2 separate regions of the Danio rerio genome follow, and region 2 is linked to region 1. The links are chromatin contacts, called in public Micro-C maps. All regions are on one chromosome and are shown on one strand. The core of a region is the stretch at or near the end of the contact, and the rest is flanking DNA. Distances in the headings are between cores, read along the strand shown.

What was found. Hi-C and Micro-C count contacts between places; a contact is called where the count stands out from the background.
Region 2: a Micro-C map of caudal fin shows a contact between it and region 1, with 3 times the contacts expected there. The contact joins the promoter of zgc:174315 here to the promoter of znf1059 in region 1. A contact is called at or near these places in 2 of 18 Hi-C or Micro-C datasets (caudal fin and an unstated tissue).

The regions. Positions count from the first base shown.
Region 1 is chr4:31,748,733-31,751,695 of GRCz12tu, reverse strand. znf1059 (zinc finger protein 1059) reads right to left here and starts at 1,675. Exons shown (of 3, transcript NM_001128249.2): 1 at 1,647-1,675; 2 at 1,060-1,210. The coding sequence starts at 1,144.
Region 2 is chr4:32,086,216-32,089,216 of GRCz12tu, reverse strand. zgc:174315 reads left to right here and starts at 1,281. Exons shown (of 3, transcript NM_001114445.1): 1 at 1,281-1,295; 2 at 1,745-1,894. The coding sequence starts at 1,810.

The sequences.
Region 1 (2,963 bases), core at 426-2,925:
GCAGCGTCGGCTCGCTTGGCCGCCGCATCTGGCTCGATTAAATCGGGCTGGAATCGGGCAGTGAGTCCATAGGCATCCGGAGTAGGTAGGTCCAGAAGAGGTAGTCAGCCTGAGGGGTAAGTCTCCGGGCAGGCGAGATTCTAGCCGAAATTGGCTTGAGTGTGTTTTGCTGTCTGGGTGGTTAGGCGTGTATCAGCAAACTAATAAAGCCCGAAAAAAGCCCTGACCTTAGCGAATAAAGAGTGTTCCACCAGGATCATGTATGTCATAAACTATAGTTTACTGCTGAACTCATTTTGTCATGGTAAAATAACACAGAAATCGAATAATAACACTTCAGTCTCCTGCCGAAGCTCAGACAGTCAGCTTTGAGAAACTGTCAATCACAGCTGTCAATCACGATGACACGTCCAGCATTAAATTACTGCTAAAAACAAACTGTTTACAAAAATGAAGATCTGCACCTATCTCAGCACAATAATCATTGCCTTAATCGACCAGAACCATCTTTCGGGACATTTTATTGCAAGTGTAATTAATTATTTTTTTATTTGGGCTCAAGTCTCATTCATTAACACGGAGAGGCGGGCTTTATGACTTGTACTGTAGCCAGCCCCCAGGGGGCGAGCTAACGGCCGAGACCTTTATTCAAACGCAGGTTACCGGCACACTTGCCATCGCCGTAATAGCAGATATCTTCTATGAGAATACTGTAAGTCAAATATCGTCAGCACAGTTAAACTTTTTTAATTTATTGTTTTTTTTTATATATAGTGCTTAAAGACGCTTTACAAACAGTAGGAGAAGAAGAAAAGCAATAAGCTTAAGAAGGTAGAGAAAATAGTATATAGCCTTATAATACATAAAAAGAATGACAAAAGACCTGAAACAAGTAATAAAAAACTCATTCCCGTCTTTTAATGAGTGCTTATGTACATTTAGTAGAACTAGGCAGCACACTCAGGGCTGCAAGATGGATTTCATTTAGTATTCTTATTATTCAAATATATCTGAATGAGCATCAGATGACGGAGCCGGTCTTTGAGAATGAAAACCAACCTGTTTGTTCCTGCAGATCTTCCTGTTTGACTGAGAATGTTTCTTCAATCTTCACATCTTCACTCTCCTCTTTAATAAACGCCATCTTTATAACAGTGTGGAAATCAGTCGCTTCAGCAGGAGTTTTTCCTCTGCGTTTGGACAATGTATCCTGTTTAAAATGAACAAAACAATACAAATGTTCTGTTTAAAATGAATAAAACAATGAACAGAAAAAACTTCTCTTCAAAACTTGCTTTAACAGTTTCTTTTAATGAGAGTGATAAACAAAAAGAAATCAGATAAAGAGTAAATCCGAGCAAGAAACAATAGCCACAAATGAGCAAAATAAAACTAGTACTCCATTTCTTATAGTGATGTATACGTAGAATGGTATGACATTAGGCTATTTAATAAATTAAACCTTCATTGAAACACTTACACACATCTCTGTTGTTCAAACAATAGCATTCGGTTACTGCGAGTAAAAAAGTATTACATTGTATAAAGGGTTAAAAAAATATTGTCAACAGTAGGTACAGCTTCAGATGAAAAACCTGAAACTTTAATCAAGCGCTTTAGATCTGTGTAAAAGTTTCAAAACAAACCTTTCTCCAGTGAAATCACGGCGCAAGAGCGGCGCAGCCTTATGACGTCACACGCCATGACAAAATAAAAGTCTTTTTTTTGTCACTTCTTGTTTTTAGGCGGTTGGCAACCAGCTTTCTCGCACCCATCGGGATTGCAGTAACTAACCCATGTATTTCTTATAGTGAAACAAAGCCCCACCAATAAATAAATAAATTATATATATATATATATATATATATATATATATATATATATATATATATATATATATATATATATATATAAACCAAAAAGTTACAAACATATCTAAAGCACACATCACCCGTGCTCAACTTTAATATGTTATTTATTTTAGATTCCACTTGTTTTTTTCCTGTAGCTGTGTGAATAATCTATTTCTTTCAGATTTTTGATATATTGGGCAGTGCATTAAAACATGTTCTAAAGTCACTTGGTTGTCATTATTCACACATCCCATCTGCATGTTTATTGATCATATGTAATGTCCTATTGAGTGCTGTGTGATTAAATCTCATTCTTTTGAACTTGTCCTCTTCCTAATTGTTTTTTCCCTACCTCTTCCGACTTTGTTCTGTATGGTGTAATATTGACATCCTGTACTCTCATTATTCCATATAAGCTGCCATTTTCTCAATACTTTAGTTTTAACGATGCATTTGATTTCTGACTTGCTGTATGATGTCCATGTCTATCGAAGTTTGCTGCGCTGCTAGTTTTGCCAACTTGCCATCTCATTCCCACTGACCCCTATGTGTGCTGGTACCCACAACAATGAAATGATAACTCCTGATTTTATGATATTGTATCCCAACTGTACTATTTCATAAATGATGTCCTGCCGTGACTCTGATACTAAATTTTTTATACTCATAAGTGCTGAAATTGAATCAGAAGCAATGACGGCTTTAATTGGTTTATTACCCTCAACCCACTTTAGAGCCAACCATATCGCTACCAATTGTGCTGTATACACTGCTAAATTATTACTAATTCTTTTTACAGCTTCAATCTTTTAACTTTGGAATACTTTATGACACTCCTACTACCCTTTGTCTAATTCTTGATGCATCTGTATACATTTCCCTTGTTTCATTGTATTTTTCCCTTATATAATTTTCTACTGGTTTACGATCAATCTCACTTTCTTGGTTTTTTTTTATTTTTATTTATTTTTTTATTATTTTAAAATCAACTTCCAAATCACCAAGCAGCCATGTGGGAACTACTGGAAATACTCTAGTGGGCGAAATTGTTAGTGTGTCTATTTCCATATCATATACTTTACATTGTATTATTCATCCATAACCTTTAAC
Region 2 (3,001 bases), core at 32-2,531, 340 kb before region 1:
AAATTTATTTTTCAAAGTAAAAAAAAATGAATAAACTACAGACTTTCTATTGATATCTGCATATAAGAGGACATTTTATTATTTGGAAAATGTTTTAACTTAAAAAGCTATTTGTTATTTTACTACTGTAATATCATGCATATTGTCCGTAATGGTGTGGAACAAGAGAGCCTCTCTTGCCTAAGGAAAAGCAATATAATTAATAAGGATTTTGTGCCTAAGGTGGGAATAGCTGTTTTGGAGGATGAAGATATCTTTCAAGTTTTAGTTTTTTTTTTTTTTTTTTTTTTTTTAAGTTTGTACTTTATGAGAATTTTGAAAATTGCAATGTGGAAATGGCACTTGTTTCATAGGAATTGTTGTCTTTTATTATCTGTATTCTATGTTTCTTGCCATTCTTTGGCTATATCTTCAGTAATAATGAACTTTACCTTCACTTAAAGAAGCAGTAAAGGGGTAGTTTACATGAAAAAAATCACAATTCTGTCATTTACTCATCCTCAACTTGATCCAAACATGTTTAAGTTTCTTCTGCTAAATGCAAATGAAGATATACTGAAGAATACAGTGGCAAACACACACACACACACACACACACACACACACACACACACACACACACACACACACACACACACACACACACACAAAAATAAAAAAACACTATGCCACTATGGTTCAATGCCACAAAGTGTTGTTGGGACTCGATTACAATTAAAACACTAACATTGACTGTTTTGACAATGTTTTTTTGTTCCTTTTCTGGACTTTAAGCATCTTGGTACTCTCAGATTTCATCTAAAGTGTCTTCATTTGTGTTCTGAAGATAAGCAAAGTTCTCAGGGGATTGGAAAAACAGGGGGCGGACAATGCCAGAGTGCCTGGTGTACACCCTAGACTGCATTAAAACCCTAGAAGCCTATGAAGTAGTAGAAATAGGGAGGTAGATGTCATAATTATGAGGATGAGATTTGGATATTAATAGTAATGTCTTTTAGACCTGCAAATCATCATAAAGTGGATTAAAAAAGTTTTTCAAAATTTTTCTAAAATGTTTAGATTAAAGGTTTTGATCAACTTCAAATACTGTTTATGTGTGTGTGTGTGTGTGTGAGAGAGAGAGAGAGAGAGAGAGAGAGAGAGAGCAGATATAGTGGAAAGTGAAAAACGAGGGAGAAATGTAAATAAGTTATGACTGCTGTGAATCGTAAAAAAAGCTAAAGACTTTTATTTTGGCATGACATATGACGTCATAAGGCTGCGCCACTCCTGCGCTGGGATTCCACTGGAAAAAGGTTTGTGTTTAAAACTTTTACATGAATATAATCCGATTGATTAAAGTTTCAGTTTTTTATACCATATGCTTAATTATGTACCTGCTGTTGACAATATTATTTAAACCCTTTATACAACGTAGTACTATGACTGACAGTAATGAAGATCTATGACTCACAGTAATCAAGGTCTATTGTTTGAATGTATGAAGTTAACAGAAACGTGTGTAATACGTGTTTTAATGAAGTTTTAATTTATTAAATAGCATAATGTCATTCCATTTGAAGTGTACAAGAAATGGATTACTAGTTTTAATCAGGTCATTTTTTCTTGCTTGGACTTTCTCTTCTACTTGATTTAGTTTTGTTAATTACTCTCATACAAAGAAACTGTTGAAGCAAGTGTTGAAGAGAAGTTGTTTTATTTATTTTAAACAGGACATTTTTATTGTTTTGTTAATTTTAAACAGGATAAAGTGTCCAAACGCAGAGAAAAACTCCTGCTGAAGCGACTGATCTCCACACTGTTATAAAGATGGCGTTTATTAAAGAGGAGAGTGAAGATGTGAAGATTGTAGAAACAATTAGAGTCAAACATGAAGATCTGCAGGAACAAACAGGTTGGTTTTCATACTGATATATTTTAATAATAAGAATCCTGAATTAAATCTATCTTGCAGCCCTGAGTGTGCTGCCTAGTTCTCTTAAATCCACATAAGCACTCATTGAAAAACAGGAATGAGTTTATTTCTTGCTACTTGTTCTCATGTCTTTTGTCAATAGTTAAAGTCTGTTTTATATTCGCGCATTCTGACTTTCCCCTTAATAATATAGTTTCATAAAAGTATTATTTGAAAACTCTCAAATAGCGAAATCATATCTGCTTGTTAAGTGGTGACATGGTGGTGGAGTATGTAATACTGTTTCTGGGTCCAAGCCGCCATTCATTTGAGTGGAGAAATCATTCGTTTATGATCACTTTTTATTCATATCACACATTAAAATTAATTTTACATAAAGTCATAGTGTACACAACAATCTCTGGGCTTGCTGCATAACAAAGACCTAAATTTAAACAATTTATAAAAAATGAGTCACTTTCTGGCCATTGGATATTAGACATGGGCATATATATTGCGATTGTAATTTTCAAAAGTATTAAATCGATTTGTAAACGTTTAATATTACCATTTCATGAGTTTTCCCATTCAGTTGAATAGAGTGCTTGGACCCGGAAGCCGCTCCGAGTGACGTCACACTTAAAAAACGGATTAGCAGCCATTGAATATCAAAATACAACAATGTGCACAGTCAAATAAACAGTGTTAATGTTGTTTTCAAGTAACACTTGCATGCTAATTCCGATCGAATATTCAAAGTAACATGGTAAACAGTATAGAGACTTCTAAATGAACGAATGCGCGAATATAAAACCAACTTTACCTCTATTGAGTGTGCTGCCTAGTTCTCCTAAATGCACATAAGCACTCATTAGCTGCATTTCCACTGTCGGGCCAGTGCAAGCCAGGACTTTTATCGGGCCGGGCCAATCGCCTGGGAGGTTGAGCAGTGAGGCCGAAATCATGTCGCGTTTCCACTGTCGGGCTAGCAGCTCACAGCGTGTCACGCAAACCCTGCCCCCAGAACGTCCCCCGAATCAAATGTCACACAACCTTCCCACTTCAGCAGGAATCAGGCAGATAAAGCACACCATCACATCATCCCAA